Regions from separate parts of the Mus musculus genome. Here all the other regions are linked to region 2. A link is a contact called in public Hi-C and HiChIP or PLAC-seq data. All regions are on one chromosome and are shown on one strand. The core of a region is the stretch at or near the end of the contact, and the rest is flanking DNA. Distances in the headings are between cores, read along the strand shown. Region 1 overlaps Dock2 (dedicator of cyto-kinesis 2). Region 2 holds the start of Dock2 (dedicator of cyto-kinesis 2). Region 3 overlaps Dock2 (dedicator of cyto-kinesis 2). Region 4 overlaps Dock2 (dedicator of cyto-kinesis 2).

What was found. Hi-C and Micro-C count contacts between places; a contact is called where the count stands out from the background. HiChIP or PLAC-seq counts read pairs in DNA pulled down with a chosen protein or histone mark.
Region 1: an H3K27ac HiChIP or PLAC-seq map of acute myeloid leukemia shows a contact between it and region 2, with 2.5 times the contacts expected there. The contact joins the enhancer-like site here to the promoter of Dock2 in region 2. A contact is called at or near these places in 9 of 39 promoter capture datasets (the C10 cell line, the HPC-7 cell line, cranial neural crest and 4 more), 2 of 15 datasets of contacts at CTCF or cohesin (large pre-B cells and pro-B cells), 12 of 484 Hi-C or Micro-C datasets (B cells, the Ba/F3 cell line, CD4 T cells and 8 more), 13 of 115 datasets of contacts at active chromatin or transcription factors (the 230-238 cell line, CD8 T cells, the SCID.adh cell line and 8 more) and 4 of 9 other capture datasets (adipose tissue, liver, macrophages and 1 more).
Region 3: an H3K4me3 HiChIP or PLAC-seq map of the 230-238 cell line shows a contact between it and region 2, with 10 read pairs. The contact joins the enhancer-like site here to the promoter of Dock2 in region 2. A contact is called at or near these places in 5 of 39 promoter capture datasets (the C10 cell line, embryonic stem cells, stem cell-derived epiblast-like cells and 1 more), 1 of 15 datasets of contacts at CTCF or cohesin (large pre-B cells), 6 of 484 Hi-C or Micro-C datasets (the N1E-115 cell line, embryonic stem cells and granulocyte-monocyte progenitors) and 10 of 115 datasets of contacts at active chromatin or transcription factors (the 230-238 cell line, the SCID.adh cell line, T-cell acute lymphoblastic leukemia and 4 more).
Region 4: a contact with region 2 is called in a Hi-C map of bone marrow-derived macrophages, with 23 read pairs. The contact joins the enhancer-like site here to the promoter of Dock2 in region 2. A contact is called at or near these places in 4 of 39 promoter capture datasets (embryonic stem cells, pre-B cells and stem cell-derived epiblast-like cells), 2 of 15 datasets of contacts at CTCF or cohesin (large pre-B cells and pro-B cells), 10 of 484 Hi-C or Micro-C datasets (B cells, bone marrow-derived macrophages, embryonic stem cells and 1 more), 16 of 115 datasets of contacts at active chromatin or transcription factors (the 230-238 cell line, T-cell acute lymphoblastic leukemia, bone marrow-derived dendritic cells and 5 more) and 2 of 9 other capture datasets (adipose tissue and pancreatic islet).

The regions. Positions count from the first base shown.
Region 1 is chr11:34,509,027-34,511,791 of GRCm38.p6, reverse strand. The region is part of intron 23 of Dock2 (dedicator of cyto-kinesis 2); the gene reads left to right. The region is part of intron 2 of Gm29887 (a long non-coding RNA gene); the gene reads right to left. Among named protein-coding and RNA genes, the nearest start is that of Gm29887, 3.5 kb to the right of the region's middle. Within about 2 kb of position 1,446, at least 1 of the 459 cell types and tissues checked has an H3K27ac peak or open chromatin away from gene starts, as enhancers often do. A contact at or near this core is called in acute myeloid leukemia, where this site is marked.
Region 2 is chr11:34,782,500-34,785,222 of GRCm38.p6, reverse strand. It overlaps Dock2 (dedicator of cyto-kinesis 2), which reads left to right and starts at 1,318. Exons shown (of 52, transcript NM_033374.3): 1 at 1,318-1,442. The coding sequence starts at 1,400.
Region 3 is chr11:34,343,080-34,345,779 of GRCm38.p6, reverse strand. The region is part of intron 27 of Dock2 (dedicator of cyto-kinesis 2); the gene reads left to right. The region is part of intron 1 of Insyn2b (inhibitory synaptic factor family member 2B); the gene reads right to left. Among named protein-coding and RNA genes, the nearest start is that of Insyn2b, 30 kb to the right of the region's middle. Within about 2 kb of position 1,294, at least 24 of the 459 cell types and tissues checked have an H3K27ac peak or open chromatin away from gene starts, as enhancers often do. A contact at or near this core is called in the 230-238 cell line, the N1E-115 cell line and pro-B cells, where this site is marked.
Region 4 is chr11:34,426,056-34,428,755 of GRCm38.p6, reverse strand. All of the region lies in intron 27 of Dock2 (dedicator of cyto-kinesis 2), which reads left to right. Among named protein-coding and RNA genes, the nearest start is that of Gm29887, 80 kb to the left of the region's middle. Within about 2 kb of position 1,310, at least 8 of the 459 cell types and tissues checked have an H3K27ac peak or open chromatin away from gene starts, as enhancers often do. A contact at or near this core is called in bone marrow-derived macrophages, where this site is marked.

The sequences.
Region 1 (2,765 bases), core at 197-2,696, 270 kb after region 2:
AGAGCTGTGACTAACACTGAGAAGCCCCAGTCCTCTACACATAGGCATATAACCCTCAGCACTTAGCATATCACCTCATTCTCTAGGCCTTGGATTTTTTCCCTTTTGTTAAAAAAAATGTCAAGTTGTAAGGATACTTTGTAAGGTTAAAAGAAGTAGTCTGTGGAAAACGTGAAACACGGGTCTGTTATGTCACTTAGCTTAAATAATTGTTACTCATTGTGCTGGATAGTTTTGGTCAACTTGACATAGAGTTATCTAGGAAGAGAATCTCAATCGAGAAATAGCTTCTTGTTGTTGGCCCCATAGGAAAGTCTGTGTCAGAGAATACTCACAGTTGACATTCCTGGTTCAAACTGAGCACTTCCAGCTGCGTAGACACTCATAGCAGGAGCCCCCAGTCGCGACTGCTTTAGTTATAAGTGACGTGGGTCTGGTTCAAATCTTGCCTTTGTCCATTATGACTTATGGACCTAAGCAAGTTATTCTCTGTTCCTAAAGCTCACCTGGCTCTGTGTGGTATTTTCAGTGGTTTTCTTTATCCTTTGTTGACATCATAACAACTCAATTCAAAACCATGAAGTTAATATAAGGCCAGTTGTTCAGAGTAGAGAAACACAATTCAAAAGCCTTCCATGGATCGAGTGCCTAATCTATATTCCCAGAATAGAGCTGGGCCCTTCACATACAGCGTTCTTAACCTAACCAGAAATCTGCAGGGATCCAGAGTTCCCAGTGTTCATAGAAGCTGATAAATTAATAATCTCATTCCAAATTACACTTGTCCAAAGAGGAGGAGCTAGAAATTGAAGTCATAAACACTCCTGAGTCCAAAGTCGATATTCTTCTCTATATCACAGGAATGATTTGGGCCAAACGCTTCCAAGTATTTTCAGTAACAGGCCACATGTTGAAGAGTGTCTTTGTGCACAAGTTGTGTCTCAAGGGTTGATGAAAGTGAGGGGAGTTGACAGGCTCAGCAGTACACACTCATGATCTATCTACATGTAGCTGCACCATGAGTTAAGGGACTCTGGTCACAAATTGCCACCTTTTCAAAATTCATGATATTGCATAATGCCCATTTTGATGGTCTCGGTAGAACTAAATGAATAGATGCATTAAATGCCTTGCTGTCTAGCATGCTCTCTGACATTCAAGCTGACAGCTGTTGGAATGTCCAGGAGGGCAGGGACGTTCTGGCAACAGTCAATGTTCAAACACCTTTTGGTGGGATGAATGAAAGTGTTGGCTTCTGTCTTGTTCCTATTGTGTTTGGGTTTGTTTCTTTTGTGTTTTATCATTGATTACATGTCATGCTCTTGAGTAAAAACCTTACAGATATTGTTAGCTCCTTTGATCTTTGTAGCAACACCTTGTGATACAAACACTCTATCGCAGCTTTTAAGATGAGCAAAAGAAGACTCACAGGGGTTGAGTAACTTAACCACAGCTATGAACATTGCAGAAGAGCTGAGTGCCATCAATACTACCACCAACAGTGGTGTAGAATAGCTCCACTGAAGATCCAAATCTTTATGGCAAAAGGTAGAGGAAAGCTACACAAGAGAAAGTTGGGCAGATGTCCACATGAGGGCAAGAAGCTTTAGAACAGCTCTGCTTTCCCTTTCAAACTGGGGTAAAATGTCCAAATGTCCAAACTAACAGGAAAATAAATAAGTAGTTTATTCCTGAGAAGTGGCTCACAGATTACAACATGAATTCAGGGCAGAGAAATGATACTCTGTACTAACAGCAAAAGGGGGAGGGGCGGGATTTGGGGATGGCTCAGTGGTTAAGAGCACTTCCTAGTCTTCAAGAGGACCCAGGTTCAATTCCCAGCACCCACATGGCAGCTCACAACTGTCTATAACTCTAGTTCCAGGGGATTAGACACCCCCACACAGACAGATATACATTCAGATGGAACACCAATGCACACAAAGTAAGAATAAATACAATAAAAAAAAATGGGAATTCTCTTCCAGATCTTCAAGTGATTAGTGATTGTTTAATGTTGTCCTATTTCTCAACTACATCTTCCATACTTGGGGTAATGTTTGGGAATTACAGATTCCATGGCAGGCAGTTATGAAAATTTGTCTCAACCAAAAAGCTATAGAAATACTAATAGTTCAGGTTTTTGTTTTGTTTTTTTGTTTTTAATGCAGTCTTCAACACTAAATGTTTAGGCAACTGTATTCTTTTCAGTTTGCTGGTTAGAAAATAGGAGCCCATCAATAAGACTCCCGACTTCCTTTGAACTTGAGGGCAGATGGCCTGCCTTTTCATGCTGCTACTGTGGGTTGCTTCTACTTGTCCCCAGTCCTCATCTCTGCTCTCCAAGCCAAGGATCCAATCCTTGGCCATGACCCTGTTAGGCAAAGGTTCTATTGCTGAGCTCCATCACTAGCCTGCACTCTGCTGCTTTAAACACGGAGTCCTACTGCTTCCTGCCAACCTTTGGGGGCCAACAGGATGTTGAATTGAAGAAAACAGAAAAGACATGTTCAAGAGTACTCCAGTTCTCTTCTCAGTGCCTAAACCAAGATGTACATACTGTTAAATGAAAGGATACTGTTGTTTGGTGATGATATGGTGGTATCCAGGAACCTCAGCTCTAATTGTATGCAGCCTTGATTCACACCCAAGGACTCAATCAGTGAGCAAACCTGGAGACAGCAGCGTATCTGCTCTTTTCCAGAACTGCTCAGTATCTCTAAGGGAAGAGTGCTGTGGTGTTTTCTGTTTCCATGGACCTTGAC
Region 2 (2,723 bases), core at 69-2,568:
GTGCTGTGCTGTCTTCCAAATCTTCTAGCTCTTACAAGGGCCACTAGAACACTTGTGACTATTCCCAAGAGATTCCCCAAGATTTGGCCTGTTGCCAAGGGAGAGTGGGGGAGTCATTAGAACCCCTTCTGGGATTTCAGCCAGTCCTTTCTGAGTGTCTCTGGCAGCTGCATGTAACTTTGTCTCAGGCATACATAGTCACATGGTCTGAGAGGTGACAGAGTGTGTGATGGATTAATGAAAGAGGAGACTATACCTATGCAGCTATGGGGAAGTTCTCATCCAATGTGGGGTGAGACATTTTAGTGATGTAGCTGTTTTGGGGTTCACCTATGCTCCTTTAAGTAACCCCTCAGTTGTGTTCCTAGAAGCAAATTCAACGAACTCTTTGATTTCCCAACCTAGACTTGAGAGGAGTCATTGCTAAGGTCTGTCATTAGAGCCCTATCTGTGGTGGGTAGAGGGTTTCATGTGTTCCTAGGGAAAAGTAATCTAACAGATGCACCCAACTTGTGCTGTCAGAAACTGAAAAGCCAATAAATTAAAATGAAAGAAAATTGGTATTTTGTGAAAACTGTCAGTAGTGATTTTGCCTGGTCTTTCCTAATGTGTCTGGGGTAGGGCAGAAAGAGGTTATGGGAAATGGTAATAAAGAAAGAAAATTCAAGGAGACTTAGATCATTGTGATGGTAGCCCTGAGAGATATTTTCCTCTTCAATTGAATCTATTCCAAGAGCAAACTTCAGGTTTGTGGGGAAATGTCTGTCTAATTCACCCTGGCTGTCTCTTGCCCTGCCCACGCTTGCTGGTGGTGAAGGTGCCCAGACCTGCTGGTGTGCCTGAGTAGTGTTAGAGGGAGGCTTCTGGGCTGGCATCGGATTCCCAGTTGGGTTCATGGCACAGAAAGGATGCTAACTAAAGTGACCCCATCTCTAGCGTGTCACTCACTGAGTACAGGTTCTTCTCTAATCCTCAGGAAAAGCAGGTGAAGGGGCAATCTTACCCCATCTTCCTGATGAAGAACCCGAAACACCGAGAAATGAAGATCAGCCCCCAAAGCTCATGCTTAGTCACTAACAGGGTTCAGAAGTCAGGGAAACTCTACCCTCGCGGTCTGGGTTGGCTTTAAGTACCTGTATGCCTTGTAGCCACTTTCCTCCGGAAGAGACAAATGAGGGTGGTCTCCAAATTTTGAAGGCAATCTTCTAGCCCTTGGCTGTGTGTGCCCCTGCTGGAGAAGAAGGGGGAGGAGGGAGTGGGGACCCAGAGGAGGGGAAGGCGGACCTTGAGAGAGAGAGAGTTTAAAAAGAGGAAGGAAGTGGGGCCCTGCAAGGCGCCTAACCACCCCAGCCAGCTTCTTCACTAGAGAACAGGAGGCTCTCAAGGCTCCGGTCTTGCCATGGCCCCCTGGCGCAAAACTGACAAGGAGCGTCACGGAGTGGGTAGGTGTGGGCAAGTGTGGGCACTGGGTCTGCGCTGCGGCAGAGGGCAGGTGGCTGGAGGCAGATGTGATGGGACCTGCAGGATGGGTGAGGGCAGGGCGGGCCATGCTAACTTATGGTCTGGAACGCAGTGCTTTCTCTCTGCTGCAGTCGCCGGGTTGAAGGAGAAAATGAAGGCAGAGAAAGTATATTCTTGCCTTCAGCCTCTCCCAAGTGCTTGCTCACACATCCTTAAGATGAGGTGGCCCCGCAGCTCTGTGTACCAGACTTTGCTTTGCACAGAGCACTCTCCATTAGCCAGTCTTCAAGCCACCATGGCTCTGTCCATCTCGTTTGCTGGTTTGCTCTCGGTCAGGTGACTCTGATCTAACTGCTCTAATATCCCAGGTATCCAGTTTGGGGCCGGGACAAAGCCAATGGGGTCTTTCATTAGAGCTTTTGAGAGAGTGAGTCCTGTCAAATTATCGGAGAAAACAGCCTCATCAGCTTCAGCCATCTAAGCTCCCAGAAGCCTCTGCTTCAAACTGGGGGCGGAAGTGGTGGCTGGGGGAAGGGAGGTGTCAGGTAATGTGACTCTAAGTGGCACCAGTGATGCAATCCTGCCAACTCTAAGTGAGAATTTAAAGGTTGACTGGGGGATTTCCATACTGCCAGATCGCAGATCTCCCCAAGAGAGGATGCTTCAACAGGCCGGGCCTGAGGCAGCTCAGAGGTGGGAGTGATAGATGCAGGGTGTGTGTGTGTATTCATGAGCCACAGTTTGAGAGTGGCTACTTTGGGGGTTCTCAGATCTATCCATCCTCTACAGGCAAGCATTTGGCACTGTGAGGCACTTTGAGATGAAAAGTCCCCAGCAGAGAACTGACAAGTCATATCTGCAAGGGGTCTCAGGTTCTCCATCCATAAAATGGGAAGTTTGAATTTGACTCAATAAAGGCTCCTTTAAAAGTTCAAAACTTCTCCAACTCCGGCCTTTCCACCTGGGGTATCCCCACTAGCAATTTATACAGGAACAGAAGGACTGTGAAAAGGGCAGGGGATGTGGGCGGGGCAACCTTGTGTCTTAGGGCAAATTAGCTGGCCTGGAGAAGCACGCTCAGAAAGGAAGGGCTCTTAAATCTGCTGTGAGGGGAGGCAAGGGTGTGGTGTGGGTTAAGTGGAAGCCTAGACCACACCCTTCCTCCCCCCACTCTATGACAGGTACTAACACTTTCCTATTTCATAGCATTGCATTGTGAAGGCCACTGGAGATGGTGGGCACAGGGCTTGGAGGGAGGCAAA
Region 3 (2,700 bases), core at 45-2,544, 440 kb after region 2:
ATCCTTCCTTGTGCCCCAAAGCCACTTGCAAACCCTCAGCTTAGGGGAAACCCTTAGAGCCAAGAGTAGTTCATTGCCACAGACCCTTGCTACGAATGACTGACCGACTCCTCCCTTGAGTGTGGATGGAATCCAGGTTTCTGATCATCCAGAGAGAAGATGAAGCCTCAACCGGAGAGGATCATTCTGGAAGGCTATGGAAAGAGGAAGTCCCAACTTCTGTGACCTTTTGAGACAGGCAGGTGGCAGCTGCTGCACCTTCAGGAGGCAGGATTCAAGGTCCTGTGACAGGAATACGGAGGGTTTTTCACAAGAACCCTCTGAGGGCCTGAGAGAGCTATCTTTGGACTTTGTCAAGTGCACAGTTAGCTGGGTTCCATATTTAGAGGAAAGGACAAAGAGTTTTAGAAACTAGCCTTTACCAAAGATCACAGACAGGGTATAGAGTAGCAGAATTCCAAGAAAATACTGCATGGGACCAGGACCTTCAACATATTCATTCATTCATTCATTCATTCATTCATTCATTCATTCACCTCTCACTATACACCAGACACTCTTTCAAGAGAGAGGCAGGCCATTCCTTATTCTTGGGTGGCTACATAGCAGTGGGACAGGGTGAGACAATGAAAACACTAACCACATAAGAAAACTAATTTTGTATAATAAGAGATATTCTGAAATTAATATGGTGGGAGTTTGTCTTGGGATAAAAGGGCAAGTTGAGGTTGGATAGTCAACAAAATGCTCACTTTGAAGAGGGCCCGGAGGGTGAACCTACATAGCAGAGCGGTGCCAGTTACAGGAAGATAAGAGATGGTGGTGTTGTAGGGAGAAAGCACAACTCAGTCAGGAGCACTGTGTCCACAGGGGAATTTGCTATGATGGAGGGACAACAGAGAGGTCTGGGAACAGAGGGGCCATGAGGACATTTGGGCTGGAGTAAGTTCTAGAGGAAGCAGGCACTGCTCTAAACACATGCCCGCAGCAGTAAGCATTTATCCTCTTTCCATGCTGAGCATCACTGCATTGTTTTGGAAACTGGAGTCCCTAGCGATTACCCACCCTTCCAAGGTCACACACCTACTGAGTGATGGAGCTTTGATAGGGTTATAAGCAGTCTGAAAGTGGATGCTGTTCTTTTAACTGGCAAGCGATACAGTCACCAGTGAACTCCCTTGAATATATTAATGAGCAGAGCCCCAGTAGGGGAGGTGAAGATGCTTAGAAGAGGGAGCACATTCCCCAAGGGGACTGAGGAGAGAGCTGGCGCTTAGACAGGGCTGCAGCTGCATGCCAGGCATTGACTGCATGCTTCCTTATCCATTATCCTCACTGTAACCCTGCTCCAAGGTAGGCTCTGCAGATGGCAAGCACACAAACTCAGAGAGCTGATACGTCCTGCCCAAGGCCGCTCAGCTAGCGCCAGATTTCCCCATTGGGTTCAGATCTCTCTGCCCTGGCATCAGGGCTTTTCTGACCCTCAACATTTAACTGCTTCCTTTTGTTTCATGATTTATTTATTCTCCTCCTCTAAGATTGAAAACAGATATCTCCCCAATGCTGGGAGCCAGACCAAGAACTGTTCTCCTTTGTGTGAAGAGGTAGTGGCTACCGGTCAGTGGAGAGGCATTTTCCCCTCCATTGCCAGCTATCTGGAAGAGAGGAACAGTACGGGATCATTTACTGTCATGGCACCTGCTGCCCAGGCGTGAACACACAGACATAAAGCTTGATGGGGGTGGGGGTGGGGGTGTCCTTGCTGTTGCCAGAAACAGGCTCATGAGTCACCATCCCTACTCCCTTTCCCCTGAGACTGACTTCTTGTCTCCCAAGAGACCCAGACAGCTCCTTTTAGAATGTGTCAATGGTACACCGCTCTCTACTTCCTGATTTAAAGTCTAGGTGTGAGAAAGAACTGCCTGACAGCCTCTCTCATCCATTCACATAACAGCCATTCCTTTGTCCCTGTGGCCTGGTCTCCAGGGGTACTGTGCTGGAACAGGGCAGGTTGTCTTTCTCCCAGTGAGCTTGCATTTCAGCAAGGCCCTCAGAAATTAAAACAACAACAAATAGGCATATGAGTATATTAATTTCAGATGGTGATGATTACTAAGGAGATAAAATGGAGATAATGACCCAGAGAGTGACTTAGGACAGAGAGTAAAGAATCCGTGTATATGTATGTGTATGTATATGCCAAACATATGTATAAGTATATTTTTGTGTTTATGGGTATGTGTGTATGTATATACCGTGTGTGTGTGTGTGTGTGTGTGTGTGTGTGTGTCTTTGGCAAATTTCCTTAGCAATTTTTAAAATTTTAACAAGTTAAGGCAGTCCCATTGTGAATCAGTTCCTAGATTATTAATTCAACTTCAAAACATTTCCTTGAACATTTCCTTGTGCACAGTGAGAAAGGGTCCCTGAAGGTGCAGTCTGTGCCCTTTTCGTTGATAATCTAGGCACAGAGGCAATGATGATGCTGACTGAAGAGTGGGCAGATTTATAACTGGAAGTACCCAGGAGCCTACTTATGAGAGAGGTACCTATTCTAAGTACTTGGGACTATGTAAAGGGGTTGTCCTTAGAAGTAAGTGTGTGTGTATGTGTATGTATGTGTGTGTGTGTGTGTGTGTGTGTGTGTGTGTGTGTGTGTGTGTATCTGTGTGTAGGTGTGTGTGTATCTGTGCAGGTATA
Region 4 (2,700 bases), core at 61-2,560, 360 kb after region 2:
TGTTTCCCGGCACTGGGGACAGTCTTTAGAACAAAATGTCTGCCCTTGGCCTTGGCTGACCACCATCTCAGTCAGCATTGTTTTCTACGGGCAGTGAAGCAAGCTGTGGATTCTGAAGGGATCTGACAAGTGGGGAACTATACCATAGTTCTCTCAAGGCCTGAGGAGCCCATTTAATGGCTTTGGTCCCTTAGTTCCTTTGTTTGCAAAGCATCAGCCTTAACAAATAGCAGGCCCTTGAGAAGCAAGAACTGGGTGGTGGTGGTTGCTGATGCTGTTGCTGATGCTGTTGTTGTTGTTGTTGTTGTTGTTGTTGTTGTTGTTATTGTTCTCCTTCTCCTCCTCCTCCTCTTCCTCCTCCTCTTCCTCCTCTTCCTCCTCCTCTTCCTCTTCTTCTTCCTCCTTCTTCTTTTAAATTACATTATTTATATCTTGTGTGTGTATGTGTACATACATATGATCATGCAGTCACAGAACAACTTGCAGGTGTCTATTTCTCCCACTGTGTGTTCCTGAGATCCAGATGGTTAGACTTGGTCACAAGCCCCATTAAGCACTAAACCATCTTGCTGGTCCTTTGTTGTTGTTGTTGTTGTTGTTGTTGTTATCTTTCATGTTCAAGTCCTTTTTCCTGACTTGACATGATGACAGGATCAGAAGATTTCATGGCCCTTTGTTGGGATGTTCAGTGAACATTAAGATGCAGGGTGTGTCTGTCAGCTTTGCATTACTATAACAAAGTACCTAAAGCAGGCTAGTTATAAAATAGCAAAGGTTTAAACTGTCCATATGGTGGAGACTCTAGAGCCCAGCCCCTCTCTTCTTTCACTCATTACATGAAGATCTAAGGGCTCTGGTGATACCGGATGCCACAGCAAGTGGCCATATACCAAGCTAGAAAACAGAGAAAGAGGTGGCACCAAACTCCCCGGCCTTTATAGCAATCCTCTCCCACACTATTAAGGAGCCCATAAGAACTACTTGCTAATGGCTTATCCCCTAAGGATGACTCCCCATGGAGAAAGAACAGACCACTGGAACCACTGTAATGAAAGAGGCATGAGCCTCAGGTCCCTGTTGTCCCCACTAGGACACAGCTCTTCTTGAGTTACTTGAAGGAATTAATTCTGTCAAGTGGCCCTTCACAATCAAACCCACCTTTCTAGACTTGTTGTCAGATTCATCCAGGGCACCCATTTGTCTTTAAGTGGCATCCACCAGGGCTTTCTCCAATAAACAATCATGTTCAGTGACTCAGTGCGTAGGAAGGGCGGTAGGAACAGGACAGCAGGGAAGTCATCAGGGGGCTGAGGTCTGGGAAGGAGAAGTCCAGTTCTCAGCAGACCCCATGGCCTCCCAGAGGCCAGACCCAGGCACTAACCCCATTCAGCATTTCCCGAGTTCGGTGCACTCAGGAATTGCAGATTTCTTGAGTTTCATTTCTTTTTTTCTGAAATAACTTCACTTTCTTTTTATGATCAAAAAAAAAAAAAAATCCTCAAGCACCATTTCTTTAAAAATAGGAATTACAGAGAAAACCCGCTTCCTGAAGCCTCTTCCTGCGTGTGTTCTTACCTTCTAAACGTCATTTGAAGCCAGGAGAGCCCAGGGCTTTATTTGAAAGATGGGGGGAAGGCGGCAGCAGGCAGGATCTGACCTTGGCCCCTAGTTTTTCTTCTCCATGGCCACATTTTCTCCTCATTCAACTCAGCAGAACTTACACTGCAATATGTGGTCTTTCACATGACATAGGATGCCTGTGGAGGCTCCCAGGGATGGAGTGACAACTCCTGTCTCCAAGGACACTGCTTCCTAGTGGAGAGGAACATGAGAGATTGATGAAAGAAATCCCAATGTAATGTGAAAAACCGGCATCCTGTGCAGTGCCGTGGGCACTCAGGATGGAGTGACCAACAGGGACCAGGGATAGGAGCGAAAGAGAAAGTCGCAAAGAGAAGACCATGTTTAATTTGGTGTTTGCTGTTGTCATAGGTGTTTCAAGGGACCTGGCTCCCAATTTTGGCAGACCTTAAAAGATCCCTATCCCCCAACACCCCCTTCCCACTCTCCATATCTTCTGCTTTGACAAATGGCTCCTCTCTCCTGCCTCCATTCATTCGGTTGAAAAGTGGCACTTGTCGTAAATACCTTGTAGGAAATGCTTGAGGAGTAAATGGGAGGGAGCAGACAAGTGCTGGTCATTACCACTGTCAGGTGGAGGAAACAGAGAGCTCATGATTACTGTGTCGTTGTCGTTGTTGTTTGGTTTTGATTTTGATTTGCCATGGAGCCTCACTTTGTAGCCCAGACTGGTTTTGAACTTGTTGTCTTCCTGCCTTGGTCTCAGAGATGCTGAGATTCCAGGCTTCTGCTGAAATCATCACTTATTAACAGTATATTGTGAACCCCAACTTTTATCCTCCCTCAGAGTACAAATTATTCCCCGTGAAAGATGGGTGATGGATGGTGTTCCGGGCAGTAGTGAACGAAGATTCGCCCACAGGTACTTAATACCCTCTGACTTCTCAAGAGATGATGAGATAGGAAAGGAGCTAGCAAGAGGTTGAGGTTAGGGTGTAAATGTTAGCTTGGAGACCTGTTATGAGCCTTGTTTGCTATGGAAGTGAGCATCTGCGCTCTGGGGTAGTGGTGATGCGTACAATTACAGACACAAATCGGGGATGATTTAGCCAACTATGT